4 separate regions of the Sus scrofa genome follow, and regions 1, 2 and 4 are each linked to region 3. The links are chromatin contacts, called in public HiChIP or PLAC-seq maps. All regions are on one chromosome and are shown on one strand. The core of a region is the stretch at or near the end of the contact, and the rest is flanking DNA. Distances in the headings are between cores, read along the strand shown. Region 1 has its middle 120 kb from the start of SLC38A6. Region 2 holds the start of TRMT5 (tRNA (guanine(37)-N1)-methyltransferase). Region 3 holds the start of LOC110255392. Region 4 overlaps SLC38A6 (solute carrier family 38 member 6).

The links. HiChIP or PLAC-seq counts read pairs in DNA pulled down with a chosen protein or histone mark.
Region 1: a contact with region 3 is called in an H3K27ac HiChIP or PLAC-seq map of skeletal muscle. The contact joins the enhancer-like site here to the promoter of LOC110255392 in region 3. A contact is called at or near these places in 6 of 47 Hi-C or Micro-C datasets (embryonic fibroblasts, epiblast stem cells, fetal skeletal muscle and 2 more) and 1 of 2 datasets of contacts at active chromatin or transcription factors (skeletal muscle).
Region 2: an H3K27ac HiChIP or PLAC-seq map of skeletal muscle shows a contact between it and region 3. The contact joins the promoter of TRMT5 here to the promoter of LOC110255392 in region 3. A contact is called at or near these places in 6 of 47 Hi-C or Micro-C datasets (embryonic fibroblasts, omental adipose tissue, psoas muscle and 1 more) and 2 of 2 datasets of contacts at active chromatin or transcription factors (alveolar macrophages and skeletal muscle).
Region 4: an H3K27ac HiChIP or PLAC-seq map of skeletal muscle shows a contact between it and region 3. The contact joins the enhancer-like site here to the promoter of LOC110255392 in region 3. A contact is called at or near these places in 20 of 47 Hi-C or Micro-C datasets (alveolar macrophages, blood, embryonic fibroblasts and 12 more) and 2 of 2 datasets of contacts at active chromatin or transcription factors (alveolar macrophages and skeletal muscle).

The regions. Positions count from the first base shown.
Region 1 is chr1:190,036,562-190,042,238 of Sscrofa11.1, reverse strand. No RefSeq gene overlaps it. Among named protein-coding and RNA genes, the nearest start is that of SLC38A6, 120 kb to the right of the region's middle. Within about 2 kb of position 2,623, at least 6 of the 83 cell types and tissues checked have an H3K27ac peak or open chromatin away from gene starts, as enhancers often do. A contact at or near this core is called in skeletal muscle, where this site is marked.
Region 2 is chr1:189,920,017-189,925,171 of Sscrofa11.1, reverse strand. TRMT5 (tRNA (guanine(37)-N1)-methyltransferase) reads left to right here and starts at 1,864. Exons shown (of 5, transcript XM_003121846.4): 1 at 1,864-1,982; 2 at 3,133-3,794. The coding sequence starts at 1,978. SLC38A6 (solute carrier family 38 member 6) reads right to left here and starts at 1,787. Exons shown (of 16, transcript NM_001267849.1): 1 at 1,631-1,787; 2 at 396-526. The coding sequence starts at 1,735.
Region 3 is chr1:189,617,800-189,622,775 of Sscrofa11.1, reverse strand. It overlaps LOC110255392, which reads left to right and starts at 2,926. Exons shown (of 2, transcript XM_021062434.1): 1 at 2,926-4,976. The coding sequence starts at 4,523. It overlaps SIX1 (SIX homeobox 1), which reads left to right. Exons shown (of 2, transcript NM_001199718.1): 2 at 1,026-2,346. The coding sequence ends at 1,320.
Region 4 is chr1:189,950,199-189,955,233 of Sscrofa11.1, reverse strand. The region is part of intron 5 of SLC38A6 (solute carrier family 38 member 6); the gene reads right to left. Among named protein-coding and RNA genes, the nearest start is that of SLC38A6, 29 kb to the right of the region's middle. Within about 2 kb of position 2,928, at least 9 of the 83 cell types and tissues checked have an H3K27ac peak or open chromatin away from gene starts, as enhancers often do. A contact at or near this core is called in fetal skeletal muscle, omental adipose tissue and skeletal muscle, where this site is marked.

The sequences.
Region 1 (5,677 bases), core at 1,374-3,873, 420 kb before region 3:
CTTTTGTTACATCAGCTCAAGCAGACTGAAACAATGACCTTGGGCGAGTCATGTAAATTCCGGAAGCTTCATTTTCCCCAACTCATCAGCAAAATGAGTATGGTAAGACTATATACTTCATGTGGCTGCCATGAGGACTGAGAAAGCCTGTGTGTGGTGGGCAGACTAATGGGCCCCAACCCCAAAGATGTTCATGTCCTGGGATTCTACTATCAAGGCTTCATCCCAGCCAGGCAAGTCCAGGTGGGGTTGAAAGATGTGTTCTGAGCTCCCCAGAAGCAAAGGAAACCATAGCACCACCTGGTAGCTGCCTTAGAATCACCCGGCAAGTTGGAGCTCTATAGTTCAAGGTGTCAAAGTAGGGGTTTAATAGTTTAACCCACCCATCCGCCCCCCACCCCAAGGAGGGGCTGTGCACAAAAAAGGACAGAATGACAACAGCAGTTGGAGGGTTGGAGAGGTAGGTGGTATTCTCTGTATTTCTGCCTATATTCTGGGAAATGAATCGCTTTATCTGTACATCCTGGATTTAACTATTGTTTTGGCATTTTGATTAATTTACCTAGTGCTCCTTGAATATAGGAATTCCCAGTAGCCTCCGGATAATGAAATAGGGCAGTATAATTTCTTTATTAAGCAATAAGCATTGGAGTCCCATGTAGAATGCTTGGCTCTCCCAATTACTGGCTGAATGATCTTGGATAATTAACTAACTCCTCAGGAAGCTGTTTCCTCATCTGCAAAAGTGTGGAAAATAAGGCATTCCTGACAGGTTGTTGAGAGAATTCAATGAGAAGATGTAGGGTACTTAGCACAGTACCTGATGGGGGGGTAAGTGCTCCAATGGCCACCTGCTTTACTAATCCCCCACCAAATGCCATTATCCTGAGAGCAGGACCTCTCGAAACAAGCCCTGGGGGTGCCTTCCCCACACCCTGTGAAGCCCTAAAGCATCCCAGCATCTCCAGCCCACACTTTTGTTTGGCTCTGTGAGAGGCATCCAGGCAGGTCCCTGGGGGTCCATGGAGACCACGAGAGACCCGAGGGGCAGCAGCCACCTGCTGCAGCCTCGTCAACTTGGAGAAGCAGCCCTAGCCTCCCTGAGACCCAGTAGGCCCTGCTCCTGGCTGCCACATCTGGAGCTGAAACCCCACTGGCCTGGCTTATATCAGTCCTTCCGAGCAGAAGGCAGAGGGGGCTGCTGTGGGCTGAGGGTGGGAGTTCCGGTGCCAGACTGTCTACCCTTGCTTGGAATCACCAGCGCACAGCTGAGGGAAATGGGCCTGACCTCAGGGGTGGTTGCTCTTGCCCTTTGGCTTGGGGTTTTCTGTGGATGCCAGCCTCTACCTGGTTCCTGCCCACACACTGCACAGCAAGTTTCAGAGAGTGATGATTCCTTCCCCAGGAACTACAGCTTTCCAAGCTGGTGACATGGGAGGCACCACCTGACCCCTCTCCCACTCGATGTTGGCTGTGCCTCTGCCATATTCCAGACCCCAAGGATGACACAGCTGGGATATAGCACAAGGGGAATGCAGGAGCACCCGTGAACAGAGAGGTGGACACCATTTGCCTATTCCCCCCATGACCTCTTGAACCAAAGCAGTGACTTTGAAAAAGCTCAAGACCCATTCACTACTCAGCACAAAGTGTGTTCGGAGTACCCACTGTTTGCTGCATTGCATTGGGAGGGCAGCTTCCACAACTGATGCACTCTCATGGAAGGAAACCCAGCTCTCTGGGTATCTACACCAAGAAATCAAGCTAAGATTCATGGGTCCTTATATATGGAAGGAGGGAGAGAGGAAAAGAAGGAGGGAGAGAAAAACTCAACCTCACAGTCTTTATATATATGTGTGTGTGTGTGTATATATACACACACACATATATATAAATCGATTCTCATTTTTTTTCCCATTATAGCTGACTTACAGTGTTCTCTCAATTTTCTACTGTACAGCATGGTGACCTGGTTACACATACATGCATGCATTCTTTTTTCTCACATTATCATGCTCCATCATAAGTGACTAGATATAGTTCCCAGTGCTACACAGCAGGATCTCATTGCTAATCCATTCCAAAGGCAATAGTCTGCACTTATTAACCCCAAGTTCCCAATCCCTTCCCCCTTGGCAACCATGAGTCTTGTTCTCCAAGTCCATGATTTTTTCTTCAACCTCACAGTCTTAAGTCAAGCCTGCTCCAGGTGAGAAGTAATCTGGGCAACCAGCAAAGTCACAGCAAAAACACGATGGAGGTTGCCATGGCCCAAGCACCATGCAAAGAGCTGAAAGTGCCAGCAAAATGGATGTGGCCTCCAACCAACAGCCACCATCCCCTGAAAGCAGGTGCAGAGAGGAGACGAACAAATGGAGCCTCTTTGTCATCACACACATCATGCCTAGGGTGTGTGAAACCTATTTGTCCTGAGAGGAGGTACCAGAAAGAGGAGAAGGAAAACACAACTGGGCCACTCAGGATCCATAAATCACTGGCAGGGAGAGATCCTGCCTGGGGAAGTTGGAGATTCTACCTGGCACTGGGCTCACAGTGAGCCTGGGTGCTATAAATCTGCCAACAACAGCTCCTCCCACTGGCCCAGTGCAAAGGTGGAGATTGTTTTGCTGGCACCGGAGCAGGTGTCTGCCAGCCTGCAGGATGCAGCCCTTGGGTGTGATGGGGGAGAGTGCAGAGCGGGTGACTGTCCCTAGAGACTTGGCCGGGCTGCCTGGCAGAGCTGGAATGTCCTTGGCCAGCTCTTTGTAAGCAGTCAGAGCTGATCAGGAGATGAGTCTCATGATCAGATGACTTGGGCTTTGCTGGAGTATTTTTCCCAGGTTTCGGAATCATCTGAGGTTACTTGAGTGTCCTTGCTGTCCTTGCTGGGTCCCTCAGGGAGCTCCCTGAATTCTAATTGTTCAGCTTGTGCTGAATTTCTTTAACTCTTGTGCTGGATTTGTGTACCTTGGATGGGCTTGCCCAAGAGGGAGACGTGTCAAAGCAGGGGTTTAATAGTTTACCCCCCTCCCCGCCAAGGAGGAGCTGTGCACAAAAAGGGACAGATTGCCAACAGCAGCTGGGCCGCGTGTGTCCTTGCTCATACACCTGCAATGGCCCTGCCATCTGGCAAATGCTTTGCAAGGCTGCAAGGCCCTACTCAAATGTCCTCTCTCTGGGAAGCGCCCTGTGACATCTCCCCTCATCTCACACCACCACATCCCGGAGAACCAACAAGAGTCCTTTTCTCCTTCAATTGCTTGGTAAGAGAGTACTGAGCCCCTACCAGGTACCAGATGCTGTCAATACAGGAGGAAACAGGATGCAGGCTGCCTCTGTCGGAAGCTATTGTGGATTTGAGAAATAATAAAATATAAATAAAATAGCCACATTGGGTAAGTGCTTTAAAGGAAATAAACAAGAAGCTGAGAGCAAATAATGAGGATTAAAGTGAGGACATTATCATAGAAGGAGCAACAGAGGAAGGCATCTCTGAGGAAATGATATTCAGCTGAAAGATGAAAGGGGGCCAGCAGGGGGCACTGTGTGAAGAATTCAGTGAGCAAGAAGGACAGAGGGCCTTGGGACCAGAGAGGTCACACTGGGCGGGGAGACAAGGGAAGGAGGCCGGTGGCAGGGTCCTTCCATCATCTGGTATTTCACACAACTTGGGCAAATGTTCTGCTTCATTGTTACCACTGGTTTATTTCTCTTTCTACCAGGCTGAGTGTGGGTCCTTCAAGGGTGGGGCTGCGTTTTGTTCATGATTGTATCTTTGGCACAAGCGCATCCAATGCATCATGGGTAGATGAGGGGCAGCCAGGCCTTTACCACCTGAGTTGGTTTCATACCTGTCTACCCTTTCCCCTCTCCCTCCTCTTCCAGGGGTGAGGAAGATGCCCCTGTTGTAGGAAGTGGCTGCAGAGCCAAGTAGCCAGAGTAATGGACCTGGCCTTCGTCCTGAGATGACCTTGGCACCTAAGACACAAAGTCCACAGGCCTGGAACTCCTGCAGGCTTTGAGCACTTTTCCAGCTACTGGCGATGCCAAGGATTCTCAGCAAGACCGAGCACCTTTTATGGACTCATCTATGTCTTGAATGCGTGCCTGAACCTTGTGATCAGGTCCTGCCCATTGTTTAGGAATTGCTACCATATACAATACACAGGGAAAACAGATCAAGTAATGTCTGTTCATCAACAGAGGACTCCATCTGGGGCAGCAAGCATTGATCATAGGGACACTTTTCTATTTCAGTTCAACACAAGCTCCATGCCAGGCACAGGGATGCCCAGAAGAACAATATAGCCCCTGTCGTCAGGGAGCTTCCAGCTTGACAGAAAAAAAAAAAGAAAAAGGAAAAAAAAAAAAAAAAAGACTTGTAAAGAAGTAAATGCTAGAAAATATGTTATAATTGCTCTGATGTGGGCCTCAGCTCAGTTTACAGATAAGGGGATCAGTTTCACCTAGGGTGGGGGGAAGGGAGTAGGGGGCATTGGAAGGGTTTCCATCTGGGAGAAAATGAGGACACGTTGACCAGTCAGACAAGAAAGGGCACTTCAATAGAGCCAAGGAGGTCAGAAAGGATACAGCACATTGACAAAGCTCAAGAGCAGAGGCTGGGGGGGAGGGCAGTGGAGGCTAGGGGAGGGCAGAGGTGGGCAGTGTAAGGATAGAGATTTGTGTGCTGGGCTGAAGAGCTTGGACTAGATCCTCTTGGCACAGGGAGCCCCGAAGAGCTTTAAGCAGGACAGAAGGTGAAGAGGTCATATTGACCCTGGGGAAAACTGCTGGGGTGGCAGTGTGGCAACAGGAGGGGAGCAGATCAACTCAGGAGGCCAGGAAATTGGTCCAGGCACAAGTGAGAGCTGACACTGGGGAGCAGCCAAGGGCTGAAGGGAGACTCTGGAGGAATAGGAATTGCCAGAACCAAAAGCTGCTTTGGAGATGGGGAAGGAGTTGAGCTCTGAGGGTTCCCCTGGGGGTGGAGGAGGGCACGGACCAGGACATAGGGTGGGGAGGAGATCTGGGGGGAAATTTGCCCTGTTTTGACAGCTTTAGTTTGCCATACTCAGTACCAGACATTGACTTGAGTAACTGAGGTCCCTGCCCTCTGCCCCGTACTTTGGGGGCCCCATTCCTGCCCCTCCTGGATCAGAGCACTTCCCATGAGGCAATGAGAAGTCTGTAGGACCACGAGGCTGTGCCCACCTAGTTCCAGTGACACCTCACTCTAGTCTTGCTCTAGATAATTGAACCTGGAAATGCCACACCCAAATGGCCCCTACCTATGGCCTCTGCCCAGGTCTGTCCTCCCGAGGGTGGCCAATATGCACACTCCTGGCTGCAGGCAGTGGCCAAGTGGCATGCAGAGATGGAGCTTGGACGTGCATCCAAGCTGTTGAGTTGTCTGTGCATGGGTGTATGCGAGGCCTCCCACTGTGCAGGACAGAGGAGGGTTTGGAAGAGAAAGACTCTCCATTCGTCCCCCATAGGTATCAAGGACAGACCTGGAGGTAACCTGTGGGGTCCTTTTCTTACAGTTCTGGAATCTTTTCCACACCAATCACAATATCTGCAACCCCACCTCTGAGCAAAGAACAGCAAGAAAGGGAGGCTGAGTGCATGCATCTCAAGTGACTCCAGAAAGATAAAGACACACCTTGATGCCCCGCAG
Region 2 (5,155 bases), core at 615-3,114, 300 kb before region 3:
AAGAAGAAAGGAGTTGGGGAGAAATGAAAAGATTATGTCCTTTATTTGCACTCACAAAATTGCTATTTATTATTAATCTGCATGGCTGATAAACTCTGATTTACTTTGGCCAACTTAACACAACAAATAAGCCACTTCTTAAGGTTATAAATGTGTGGATCAAGTTTCCATTTTTTAAAATTAGCTACACTTTGGATAAAAAAAAATACAGGTTATGTAGCATCCCTCCAAGCTACAGACTAGCAGCAATATAAAAGTTAAGAAGAAAATGTTAAAAGCCCAGAAATAACTAGAAATTGTATAGTACCAGCTTCTGCAGCCTATCTCTTTGCTTATTTTGAACTATCAAAATTAAGGGGGGAAAAAAGTAATGGTAAAATAAGAAAATAACTCACCTAAATCCAAGAATGCCAGTGTGAGCCATAACATAAGCTAAGCCAAGGATGCCACTTCCCATGATGGCATTCATCAAATTAAACACTGAGAAACCAAATGAAACACCTGGGGATCCCTGTCTGTGAAGTTCCTGTAAGCACACAAATTTAATAGAGTCAAATGTTTGAATGGTGAGGTTCAAATTTCATCAAGAAATGACAGACAATGGAGGATATCTGCAAACCAGACACATGATGTGACATACCAGGGGCTCAACCAGCAACCCAGCACTGGTTTCCTTTCCTTCCCTCCTCACCTCCCCTTAGTGCAGCACCAGGAATTTGGTTTCCTAGGAAAATCAACTCCAAGCACAGAAACCAGGTCGGCTTCTGAAAAGTCATGACTAACCTTGTGACTGCAAAAGATGAAGATAGGGTAAAATGGGGGTGGGGACAGAGAGCAGGAACATGGCCCCAAGCTCACATGATTACTGAAGAATCCCTGAATCAGCATGGGGTTACTGTAGACTTCTGCTGCTCCTCAATGACTAGGACAGCAAAATTAATCTCTATTTATATACTTAATGAATTAAGTCTGCCCAACGGGAAGGATGGTCAGGAACACCTGACAATGATGATACAGTAAATAGCGATTCACGTTGCTCTGGCGAGGACACTATGGAATACTAAACAGTATGGAATACTAAAACAGTATTTGGGAACAAAGTCCTAGAAACTGACTTAAGTTAAAAGTTGAGTGCACAGGCTTTAGGGTCAAGGGAAGTACTATGTACCTACTATCAGGCCACCTCTACTCCTTCACCATTAAGGATCTCTGCATTAAGTTATTTACAGGTCCCCAGTGACTAAGCTGGGAAAAGAAAAATCTTGTGACTCTTGCACAAAGCTCAAACGACTGGTGAAGGAAACGAGAAGCCGAGAAACCAACAAAGATGCTAAAAAACAGCAGGGAGTTACATAATCCTGGGGCTACTCCTTTAAGTGGGGTCACCAGCCTCCAACTCGCCGCTGCACCTCTTCACCTGAGCCTGCACCTCTACTTCAGCTGTTCTTTCTAGCACAGGTTAGGCTCCTATGACACTCATTAAGTCCGCCAGATCTCGGAATCTCGGCTGCTGCCTTTGGGCCCCATGCCCTAAGCCTCTTCCTCCTCCCTTCGCCTTCCCCTTTCTTTTCTCCGTCGTATTTGGCAGGAACATCAGAAAAGTGCCGGGACTCGAGTTGTGCTAACTTACGTTGCTTAGCAACGGGCTTAACTCTTCCGCCTCTGCTTCTTCTATCTGCTGGGTAGAGACAAACCAGCCCGGCTCCGCACTGATGGTCCCCCACGGCGCCTCCATGCTGCTTGCTGGCCGACGACCCAGTCCATCTACCAGCTACCACCACTGCTCTCCCGGCCAGAGTCGCGCCAGAGGCGGGGCTGCATTCCCGGCCCTTCCGGGTGCCTATACCTCACTAGGGCGGGGAAGGAAGAAGGTAATCGACGCGATCTGATGACGCTCGCCCTTCGGCGACGAACATTGATGTTGTCATCGAGGGCCCGCCTCTCCGTCGGCGACCCATTTCCGAGCCGCAGCAGAGCATGAGGTGAGGGGTTGGTCTGGGAGGCAGCTGCTGAGCGACGCCGGTAAATGGGATGGTGACGTTGATGAGATGGTGGCCGCTACACCTTTGATATTTCGAAGGGGCTGAGGGCGTGTTGTCGGTACCGGTCAGCTCAGGGCGGCTTTCCGCTTTGCGCTGCCTAGGCGAGGTCACCCACCGCCCGGGTGCCCTGCCAAGCCTAGGTCTGAGTACAGTACCAGGGAGTGTGGAGTCTCTTTCATCTTTTCAAAAGCTTTCTGATAGAACTTTAGCCATATTTTTACACATGTAAAGCCGAGACTCACATCAAGTAATTTACCCAAAGTAAATTACACATCTGTTTACCTGCTAGACCCAATTTGAACCCTGGCTATAAATTTTGACAGTTGCTTTATAGGGTTACCAGACGGGACCCTTTCCTTTTACAGTTACTTCTTCGGTAACAAAATGAATAACTGATACTGTTAATGGAATATGAGTATAACACTTAACAGGCCTCATCCTCAAAATACTGAAACCTCTAGTTATGGGCAGGAGTTGTGGCAGTAAAACTTCGAAGACAACATAGAAGTATATTAAGAATACCAGGCCCTGGAATTTAATCCTTGCTCAGCCACTTGGCAGGAACGGGAATTTGGGCCAATTAACCTACCCTTGAGCTTTAGTTTACTCATTTACAAAATGAGAATGTGATACCACGCACACCTCTCAAGGATTGATAATGTATGTAAAGCACCTGACCTAATAGGAATCCACAAGAATTTCCTTTTAAATATTGCCATTGGTAAGGTCATAAATATTGTGACCATTTCATTTAGTGGTGATTCTTAAACTTCAGCCTTCCAATCCCAAACATGTTCTATAGAAAATTGTGGTTGGGAAGGTCCATTGACTGAACGAAGGGTGATGGATCACAAAGCCCTAGTCCTGGCAACACATGGGTAGAAGGTGCACTTTTATTATTTACCACCATTAAAGGTCATCCTGTCCTGGAAATGATAGTATTCTTCTCACACACCACTAAAAGTTTTAATCATCAGCATTCACCCATTATTTAAAACAATTTAAAATTTTATTCCCCAAACTTATTGTGAACATGTTAAGTTAGTGTGTAGCTTTATGGTATTTGTTTTAAAAAATACTTTTTTTTTAGGATCTTATGGAGGCCATTTGGATTTGGATTCTCAAGAAGACATCTCAAAGTGGAAAGCTGTGGAATAACTGAATCAGAATCATCGATTCCACTAGCTTGGGTGTCATTGATACAGAAACCTAACAGGACACCTGATATTTTCTCGTTGGATCAAAGAAAAAGATTCTCAACCATGCCTGAAATAGAAACAAATCGGAGAGACTCTGAATTGTTTTCACCACCCTCTGATGTTCGAGGAATGACAAAACTCGATAGAGCAGCTTTTAAAAAAACAGTCACCATCCCAGTGCTTAAAGTGAGGAAAGAAATAGTCAATAAATTGATGCGGTCCCTTAAAAAGGCAGCACTGCAGCGCCCAGGCATCAAACGTGTGATTGAAGATCCAGAAGATGAAGAAAGTAGACTAATTATGTTGGATCCCTATAAAATCTTTACCAGTGATTCCTTCGAGAAAGAAGAACTCAGTATTTTAAAGCAACTAAATGTCAGTCCACAGATATCTAAATATAATTTGGAACTAACTTATGAAAACTTTAAATCAGAAGAAATATTGAGAGCCGTGCTCCCTGAAGGTCAAGATGTGACTTCAGGGTTTAGCCGAGTCGGACACATCGCCCACCTGAACCTTCGAGATCATCAGCTACCTTACAAGCATTTAATTGGTAGGTGTGTCTTAGTGATACTCACATATTAGAAAGCAATGAGCAAGTTCTAATTTTAGTTTTAAAAAATTTTAATGCTGAATTATAAGAGCAGGACATTTTAAGTTGGATCTTAGCTGCATACTCTCTCTTTTGAGGGCCATCTTGGAATACCTTTTCCAGAGTCATAGCAAGCTCTAAATATCAGTTTAAGCTTTTGTGTATACAATGCATAGAAGTAAAAACTTGAATCACTTGCTTTGGTAGAATTCTTTGGCAGCTTGTCATTTTGGTAGCCAGGACTTATTAAAACTTTAGGACTATGTTGAATACAAGGTTTCATAAATTTGCATGTTTAAGTCAAAAGGGCAAGACACTGTTTACTCATATTTTCATTGATCAATTAATTGAACTTGTTTATGTCAGGTACCACACATTGTTTTTTAGTGCTTCTAGCCTTAGAGAAACAATGCTGTGTATGCTGTACCTCTGTAGCCCAGAATTTAAGCCTGGGTCTTTTATTCGTTGGGATAAGATAGAAGCAGAAGACTAATCACAATTGCACTAATCCTCATGTAAATATTTAATGTCTGTGAATTCTCCAGGATTAATTTTTTTTTTAATGTAGAGTATTTGTCAGAACTTGTGGGAATTATTTTCAGCTTTAAAATGTAGTGCTCAGTATTTTGCATGGGTAGGATTTCAGAGATATGCTATTAGGCATTTCCTTGGTTTTTATTGATAAAGGGGGCTGATAATGCATAATGATAACATAATAAATACTTAAGCAAATCCTTATAATTATGACTGGGTATAAATGTCAAGTCTAGGTTTTCCTATGAGTCATTGCCTATTCTAACTCAAACATTCCTTTGAGCACTTTATTTTATAAACTTTTTCATAAAGAGAAACTCATATATTAAAAATGAAACATTTCTATAAAGGGGTAATTTTAAAGCTTTTACTATAGATCTTCAGGACAGGTTTTTTTTCTTTCCTCATTTATGGTACATTTATATATCTTTAAGACTGAGTTCTGATGCATGAAACAGAATAAGATAAGAATAATGATTGACAAGAGTTTGTTGATATTATCATGTTCTAAATCAAGTATCTAATTATCAGAGAAATTGGACAAATTCTGATTGCATTTAAGCATATTTGTATAATGGAGTACTTTTACTAACTTACAAATCAAGTTATCTTTCCTTCTACAATGAGATAGCATATAGATACTTTTTTAAGTGCTCACCAAAAAAAGTAGACTTTGATTAAAGGGCATCAGTGTACAATTTTTGGTGTATTTTATCTTTGTAGCTTTTTCTGCTGTGGCACATATTTGACATAAAGAACAATTTAAGTAAATGAATGTTTTATTTAGA
Region 3 (4,976 bases), core at 1,677-4,176:
GGAAAAGCCAAGTCTGGATAAATTCAACTGAAATAGGCTTTCTGGGAGAGAGAGAGACTGCGACCGGTGGGGAGGGAGTGGGAGAGACCGCAGGCCCGGGAGTGGGGAGGAGGCCGAGCGCTCTTAAGGTAAAAGCGGCGAGAGCCCTAGAGCCCTGGTTTACCAGCACCCAGCGCCCGGACTGACGCCCGGTGCGGCGCGCCGGCTCCCGCAGTTGCGGGGTGGTGGAGTTCCCCCGCCCGGAAAGGGTGCGCTGCTGTGGATGTCCTCAGGGAGTTTGGGAAAGGGCCGCGAGGCAAGGAGGACTGAGCCAGTAACACGGGAACAGGGACAGTACAATTCCAGTTAGACGTTAGTTGCAAAACGGCCGTCCGTCCTTTAAGTCAGGCCCGAGGGCCCACTCCCTGATGAAATCGGAGAGACTGGCTGCGCTCCCTGTGTGTTTACTCAGGTCACTGGGCCGCTCTGGACACCACTTCCCATGACCTGTCCTGTGTCTCTGAAACCACAACCTCCGGGCAGGGGCAGGGGAAAACTTGTCAGTTAATTGTTTCCTCAGATGGGAACAGGACAGTTGACTTGATTCATGCCCAAACATCTGTGCACTGGGCGCTCTTCGTCCCCTGATCATTTTCTTCATCACCGACAACCATTTGTTGGAAGTTGTTCACATTTAGTGACTTCTAAATGCGTGCTTGTTGATAGGTATTTAAAAATAACTGCTTGAACAAAAATTTTAAAGTAATTTTTGTGTTGCACATAAGCTCTGCTGATCTGGCTTTCTAAAATCTGGAAGAGGTAAGGACCCAGCTCCCCTTTAGCTCCCCTTCTCAAGTCTCTGCTGCCTCCTCATTTCCCCAGGGCCCTTGGGGATGAGTGAGAGGGCAGAGATCCTCCATTTGGGTCAATGACTGATTGCTCAATGGCCCTTTCCTACTCCTAGTTCTCCTCCCTCCATCTCACACTTTTTTTAACTTTTTTTTTTTTTTTTTTTTAACCATATGGTGTTGTCCTCTATTTCTTAGGGAGAACACCGAAAACAATAACTCCTCCTCCAACAAGCAGAATCAACTCTCTCCTCTGGAAGGGGGAAAGCCGCTCATGTCCAGCTCAGAAGAAGAATTCTCACCTCCCCAAAGTCCAGACCAGAACTCGGTCCTTCTGCTGCAGGGCAATATGGGCCACGCCAGGAGCTCAAACTATTCCCTCCCGGGTTTAACGGCCTCGCAGCCCACCCACGGCCTGCAAGCCCACCAGCATCAGCTCCAGGACTCCCTGCTGGGCCCCCTCACCTCCAGTCTGGTGGACTTAGGGTCCTAAGAGGGGAGGGAATGGGGCCTCAAGCAGCGACTAGGGACACTTGTAAATAGAAATCAGGAACATTTTTTTGCAGCTTGTTTCTGGGGTTCTTTGCGCATAAAGGAATGGTGAACTTTCATAAATATCTTTTAAAAACTCAAAACCAACCACAGTCTCAAGCTTAGTGCCCTCTTCTCTCCAACTCTTTCCACTTTTGCATCTCCCCTCCCAGATCAGGGAAAAGGAAGAAGAAGAAGAAGACGAAGAAGAAGAAACCCAAACAAACAAAAACATCCAGTCACCCAGTCTTGGTTCTGGGCAATCCAGATTGCTGCTTCAGTAGTCTCTCTTTCTCTCTGTCCCTCTCTTTTTTGTTCAATGAACAGGGCTTACAAATCAACTGGATTTTAATTATTTCCTTTTAATTTATTTATGGTAAAATGTTTTGAGAAGAGGAAAAGGAAATGAAAATGAGAGAGAAGAGAGAGAGAAAGTCAAAATAGTGAAAAGAGCCTCCATCCTGGGAGGAACTTGTTGTGTTCTTAAGGTGAATAGGAAAAATATGATCTTACAATTTTTTTTGATGGGGAAAATTAAGTTTACATTTTTCATATTTAGTGTTAAACAATTTTATGTAGATTAAAATGAAAGAACAGTATTGGGGGAAAAAACAAGTGCCTAAATGTCTTAATGCTCTCTACATAAGGCAGTTAGAAATAGAAGTGACCATTAGTAATACAACTATTTTTGTCAAATTTAGTTGGGGGGGTGGTTGTTGTTTGTTTCCTTGGGTTTTTTTCTATGGCAAACTTTTAAAATGTACCAATGTGAAAAAACACTTTCCTGAATGCCATTACTTCTCATGCCCTCAAAGCTTTCATATTTGTAGCCTACTCCTGTTAAAGGTTTCTCCTGTTCCTAGTTTCTAGCTTGCAAAAATACGTAACAAATCTGGCAACCTGGTATTTGTTACTAAACAGCATGTGTTTTCAGGTTTCTTTTCTATTGTACCTAAACCAGTCTAAATTAAAACTTAGTAGAACACCAGAAGTACTGATTCTGTTTCTGGAAGGTGAGTTGTGTATTGCTGTCACTGGGCCCTTAAAAAAAAAAAAAAAAAAAAGAATAGTTTTTTTTTTTTTGCTTCCTTACTTAATGGTGGTTATGAATTTCAGGGTATGTTGAAGGCCATCTCCTGAACCAGGAGTGGTGACTGAGTTAATTATATGACCGAAGAAGAGTGAATTTAACTTTGGGGTATTTATTTTTTTATTATTTAGATATGCAATTTTGTTTACCACTAGCTCTTCTACACAGAATTCGTATATAGCTCTGTATTATTAACAAGTTCATGACAAGACTGTGAAAGTAAAATAATTTATCTGCTTGGGGGGGAAATGGAACTTTTAGAAGGATAGCAACATTGTGAATTAGTCTGTACCAATAGAAAGCAGACCAGCAGGACAGGAGCTCTTTGCAGTGCTGCCGAATAGTGTCCAGAAAAATCCCAGTAATCATATAGGCTCCATATTATTTTTGCCTGGGGCAAAAATGATGTATCTTTGTATTTAGCTTTTAAAATTAGTGAAACTAATGGCATTATTTATTAAAATTCTACTCAGGATAATGGGATTGGCTTGCTTGTGTTTGTAAAATATTATTCCCCAGAAAAAGTCTATTTATTTTCTAACACAACCGTTTCATAATTTTAATTTTTCTCACCTGTGTCACCATTAATACATTCATGTTTTTCTTACCCTTTCTTATCTTTCCTGTCCTGATCTAGAATGGGGGGTGGTGGTGGTGGTAGATTAAGGCCTTCTTATTATGAGGTGTTCCCCCTTTTTTATGTCAAATGGCTTTGACTGAGTTCAAAGGAGAAAGGTTCACCGTACTTAACTGTAGTCACTTTTACTTATAAAGTCATTTTTTTCCCTCAGTGATGGACAGATGTTCACAGGCCACTCAGAGACCATGATTTGGATTGGGAGCTCAGGGTCCCAATCTCCCTTGTTAGTGTTTTGGATCATTAAGCTGCTGTTTATTTAAGTCACTAGGGTGTTTATTCTCCACGTCTTGGGCCACAGAGAAATGCCACCCTCTGCAGGAGGGGCTCTCACAGGGGATCTCCTCACATTCTTCACATTCACTCCCCAAAACAAACACCCTGCTCAAAGATAGCTTTCAATGACCCTGACGGGCTTCAAAGGACACCGCGGAAATCTCCCTGGAAAATAGGAAGGGCCAATTACTTTAATTTCTTACATGCCCTCTCTTCCTACTCTGATGACTACCCCCCACTCTTCCAGCTCTGTTTAGTATAATTTTAGACTCCTGGAAGTTCTGTCTCCTTTGGCGCCCCAGCCCACTTCCTGCTCCCTTGGTTGGTGAATCTTGGAAAAGTCTGCAGATCTGGCAAGGAGCAGAGCAGGCTGGTCCTGTAAAAGCCCCTGTGATTACTGCTTGTAAACTCATTAAAAGGACAATTTTCTGTCACAGTCATAAACTTTTGTAAAATCCCTGGCATTTGATCCAGAGTGTGCATATTCCAGATGTGTTTAATAAGAAATTGCACAATATGCCTTCCTCACCATCCTTTCTGTCTGGCAAAACCAGGGACAAGCAGGAGGAGGCGAGAAAGCTGGATATCGCTTTGAGTTTTCTTGGCAATCATTTTAGAACGATCATTAGCGGGAACTAACCATGTTTTTTGTGTTTTTTTTTTTTTTTTTTCCTCGAGGAAATCTTCAAGGACCAGCTGTTAAGGGACCTTCTATTTACCTTCTCAGCGTCGCAGTTAACTGAACCAAAAGCCACTTTTCGATTTCTCTTTTACAGGTTTCATAACAAGAGCCAAAAATAATGAAAAAACGGCTTATAAATAGTTTGTAGGGTAAAACCTTACGCAATTTGACCAAGTAAAATGAAAACAAAAATAATACACTAGGGCGATTTTTAAATTTTTGACTTTTAAAATCTGAACACAGGATCGTTCAGGTTCTCACTGCCTGTTCGCCTTGACCTCTTGGCTGAGAACGAAGCTTTCTAAATACTCAAGAGGCCAAGGGGATTGGCCGGCGGTTCCTGAACTTGGCTCAGCAGGTAGGCACTCAAGAGCCCCCAAGCCCCACAAGTGCAGGCAGGGAGAAAGGCGCCGCTGGGGCTGAGCGCCGCCGATCTTGAACTATTCTCCAGGCAAGGACAGCTTGGTCTTGACCGCGAGATGAAGAGGAAGCTTCCAGGAAGATGCAGCGGCATCGGCGCTTATGGGCAAACCCTGAGTTTGCTAAGCAGGGACCCTTGTCCCGCCGCTCTCCCCCGCACCCCGAGGGCCAGTCCAGCACCTGGCACTGACCGCGCGCGGGGCGGCCCTTCCCCTGCTCCGCCGCCGCGGCGGCGGCAGCTGCAGCGGTGGCTACGACTAAAGGGGACTTCACGCCTACTGCCTCCCCGGCCTGGAGGTATTTGGTGCAAGTCTGCGAGCAGAACTCCAGGTTGGGGAGCCAGAGGCTTCGGTTCCGCGTGTCTCCGACTGCAGAAAACCGGGGGAGCTTCTCCTGCTACCCACAGTCTCCGGAGGCTGCTCTTGTCACTCCGCTCTCCCAAGGTGCGGGGATTCTGGGACCCGCTGCTCTCCGCCCGCCGCCGCTGTCGCGGAGCCGCTTCACAGCTTCACA
Region 4 (5,035 bases), core at 1,679-4,178, 330 kb before region 3:
AAGAAATATCAGCTTAATTAAAGTGGAAATGTTTTAAAGATATAAAATCAGTAGGAATGCTCACATACCCATTGTTTTTAACCAAAAGGTTCACCACCTCCAGAAGCTGCCGGCCACACCTTTCACCCCATGTCTTCCATTAATGGCATAAGGAAGTGTTTAAGGACTTATCTTAGAGACAGGTCATAAGCAAGCTTTGTAAATGATTTTTGCTGACATCAATACATAGCAGACGCCTAATACAAGACACACCATGCTGTACTCTAAATTAATAGCTGTAACAAGGTCATCCATGAGAGCCACGGTTCTAGTTAAGTGGGTCTGGCCTCCACACCACCCAAGCTAGAATTAGGGTAGAAGACATACCTTGATGACAGGTATTCAGCCATTACAAATCATTTAGTTTCACCACATTAACTAAATAGGTATTCTTTACTCCTTCTTTTAAACATAACTAATAGAACTCATTGTATGGAAACTGCCCTGGGAAGGAAATAAAAAATCTGTCAACTTAATCAAAACACAGAAGTTGAAAGCATTCTTTAAAAGCCATGTGGAGAAGCAACTGTTATATTAAGAAATGACTAAAACAGGGTAAAATCTGATTAGGCAATAGCAAGTAGTAAGGTATTAATATTGCTTGAGCTCATCATAAAGAGAAACACGTGAGTTGGGAGAATGGTGGCTGAGGAGAGAGCTGTCAGAAACAGAAAAGGGGAAAGTGCTCTGGAGGCAGAGAACCACCAGAAGAGAAAACATTCAGGGGGCTTGGGGTGCCTAGTCCAAGTGATTTGCAAGCTCTTTCCTCGTTTAACCTTCACCGCAAACCTGTGAGGTAGATAGTATTTATTTCACAGGTGAAGAAATGGAGGCATGGAAGTAACTTGCCCAAGCTGGAAACAGTCATCTGGCTTGAGATATTTGCACTGTCAACTATTACACTATGAGAAAGCACCAAGGAGCAGAGTGAAGAAGAAATCCACCATAGCAAAAGAAAAATAAGAAATGTCTATCAAAAGGACCAGTTCCCAGAATCATTCGTTACTCTTTTTTCATCAGCATTTAAACAAAAAATTGCTTCCAAATGCTATTTAACAGTTCGGTTCAAAGAAAATGAAGAACTTCTACAACACAGTATTTGTTAGAAGCATTAAAAACTTAAAATGTTCATTTCACTTTGAGATACATTTTCCTTTTTTTTTTCTTTTTTCTTTTTTGTCTTTTTATGGCAGCATATGTTGGTTCCCAGGATAGGGATCCAACCTGCGTCCTCATGGATGCTAGTCAGGCTCATTAACTGCTGAGCCATGATGGGAACTCCTGAGATACATTTTCATTTCAGTTTTATAGTTGGTTTGGTGAAGTTATTAGTCAAGATTCCTAAGACAAGCTAAGGAGTTTCATGACAGGCCTCTACTGTATTGATTCTATTGCATCTGCAGCTGTTATTCTAGTTCAGAAGAGAATGTTTCCTATTCTCACATATTTGAGATATTAAAACTACAACGAAATTTTAAAAAATCAAAACAAAAACCAACCCCTCTTCCCCCAAACCCTGTACTCTCACAGGCTACTTTACTCAAGATTCCTTAAAAAGAGTTCTCATCATGGCTCAGAAGTTAGAGAACCTGACTAGCATCCATGAGGATACGGTTTCGATCCCTGGCCTCACTCAGTGGGTTAAGGATCCGGTGTTGCTGTCAGCTGTGGTATAGGTCGCAGACTCAGCTCGGATCCTGTGTTGCTGTGGCTGTGGCATAGGCTGGCAGCTACAGTTCGAATTGGACCCCTATCCTGGGAACCTCCATATGCCATGGGTACAGCCCTAAAAGACAAAAACTGAAAGAAAAAAAAAAGACAAAGTTTCACTTGGGGTTTGGGTCTAAGAAACCATTAATTTATAAAAATAATTACCCTTTTTGTTAAACACTTAAAATACACATATGGAGATAAGATTACACAGATCTATTTTTAAAACAGAATGAGGTTTTCAGCACTTGGAAGAAGTGCAGCAACTTCTTAAAGGATTAGTCAGCCAGCTCTAAACAGATGTGCTATAGGAAGAAATAGTAGGTTTGCCTTTCCTTCTAAGAGAGATTCAGTTTTACTAAACACATGCTTTTAGTTATGGATAGTAACTGGTTTATTCTATTCAATGTATCTGCTAATCTGGTGTTCCTACTAAATGTCCAAAGCCACCGAAAGTCTATCCCCACTCAAAATAGTTCACAACACAATCTCTCTCCTTTTTCAAAAGGACTTAAAGAAAAAAAATCTGAAAGGGAGTTCCCATCGTGGCACAGTGGAAACAAATCTGACTAGGAACCATGAGGTTGTGGGTTAGATCCCTGGCCTCATTCAGTGGGTTAAGGATATGGCATCGCTGAGAGCTATGATGTAGGTCACAGACGCAGCTCAGATTCTGCATTCCTGTGGCTGGGGTGTAGGCTGGCAGCTGTAGCTCTGATTGGACTTCTAGCCTGGGAACCTCCACATGCCTTGGTACGGCCCTAAAAAGCAAAAAAAAATTCTGAAAACAATGTCATTTCCCTAATTTATGCACAAATAGAAATTAAAATATATGGAGGGACTCCCTCCACCCCCACAACTCAAGGAAAATACATGTTTGTTTTGTCATTTATCAAGATTTTAAACTTGAATAAAAAATGACCAGAATATTTACCATTCTGAAAATCTTATACACTTCAATAAAATTTTTACTAAGAAATATTTCTCAAAACTTTTTTAAAGTGACAAGTTACCAGCAAATTTTGTCAAAGGAAGTACTTGTGAGAAAGACCCTTCTTCCCAATTTCCTTTATCTCCCCCATTCTAAAACTGCTTTCTAGAATTTCTGGACAATACTATTCAAGGTCTCCAGAAGCTTGCAGATTGACTACAGATGAGCTGACCAGCAGATGGCGTTGTAACAGCACGCCCAACCCGCGTTTCCCAGGAGACAGTACAAACAAGTAATTCTTCAGAATTCACTATCCTACCAAAAATATTTTTTTTCAGAAAGTAAAGCCAAATAGTTTTTAACTTAATATTAAATCACAGTTTTCAAAAATCTGAGCATTTGAAATTTTTATAGTTCTCAGTTGAGAATGATCTTATTTATATACGTTTCTGTTTATAAGATTTAGAAACTGTGATACTTGACCACATAAAAGGAGTGCTGAGTTTCTCTTAAAACTTAGATCTCCAAACTGAGGTGTTAATCAAGACAGCTAGAGTAGGTCTGTGGGAGCTCTGCTAGTCTGGAAAATCTGGGTCATTCTAGCAATTTCAAAAGGTTTCCGTATTTACTAATGTTTAGGGTTTTCCTTTCACAATCGTATAGCAGTGATTCAATCTTTAATCTCCTTTAAAGAACTGGAACATTAAAGAACTAAGGAAAGAACATGCTATCCATAGTGGCCCCTTCATATTTTATAAGAGGAAAAAAAGGATTTAAATACTCCTAGGAGCCACTCACCTTGCATTTTGATTTGGGCAAGATATAAAACCAGAAACAACATCAATTTACTTTTATCGTATACTTCTCAGAGTTAACAGGACTTCTTCTCAGCTTAACTGAAGATGATTTGGGGTTTACTGCTTGATTTCTGGGGATATTTTAGCCAACTGAGTGGTCTATCTCAAGAGTTTAAACACATGTGAAACTAACCACTTACCTTTGTTTTTAGAAAAAGAATCTCAATGCGACACAACTGGAGGAACTATGTGGAAACTACCTGTACTTACTTGCTCTCACAGTTCTTAATCCTTCTACTTGTAGTCCACTAAATTCAAACTCTCAGCCAGAGTTCTCTTCCCTATAACAGCATTAAATATTAAAACTTCCAGATGCTGCTTTTTTGACTTTGTGTCCAAGCAGCAGAGACTGTCAGCAAATGCTCCTCCAGGGCCTGAGGCAGTGGGCAGCTGGGGGCTCTCTCTGACTTGGCCTATTTTGGGCCCCTCATTCATTAGTGCTAAGAGGCAATCAGGAATCGCTTCTAAGTAGTATTTTACTATGTGGCTCTCCATTTTCCAAAGACAACTGTTTCCCTAACTCCAGAGTAAGAGTGTTAAATTTAGTGAGTCACATATTTTTCTATCTAAAGTTTAGAGATTTTTCAAAGACAGTAGATTGTTCTGGTCTATTTGTTAGACCACATTAGTGTCCTATGACTAATACTTGGTGTGTGATTGATACAGGGGAGAAGAAAAAGAGTTTACGTCAAGTTCTGATGGTAGATTCTTCCCTAAAGAAACCATATGCTCACTTATACATTCTGTGTGGTCTTCTCTTCCCAGTTGATCTTCCTTTTAAAGGGGTACCGCGTAAGCCAGATTTGCTGGCTTTTTCTTCTTTCCCTCTAACTCTTTACTTTCTTCCTATGATAAATAAGACTTACTAGATGCCTCCTATGTGCTAGGTATTTAAAGACATAAATAAATGAGCAATCTACTCAGATATATAGAATACAAAGACGTAGGGGATAAACTGAGTCTTACTAAAAGATTCATGCAACAAATATTGATCAAGAACAATTCATGATCATCTTGATTTTAAAGGTCGCAATTTCATTTTTCTCACGGATTTGTCAGGGGTATAGAATCCCAAGAAAACTGAGAAATGTTTAAATGTTACAAAGAATAAAAGAATTAGGAAATATTAATTGAAGACATGATTACCTAACCTAAAAGCAGATTTCAAAATACTTTATTTTCTATTTTACATATATAAGATCTAAGTAGAGTTCCCGTTGTTGTGCAGCAGAAACCAATCTGACTAGGAACCATGAGATTGCAGGTTCGATCCCTGGCCTCGCATAGTGGATTGAGGATCTGGCCTTGCCGTGAGCTGTGGTGTAGGCCAGCAGTTGTAGCTCTGATTAGCCCCCTAGCCTGGGAACCTCCATATGCCGTGAGTGCAGCCCTAAAAAGACAAAAAGAAAAAAAAAAGATGTAACTGTCCTTAATATTTTCAACCTTTTAATTTTTAAATTGTTCTAAACTATAAATCATTCTATGGGCTTTCAAGTTT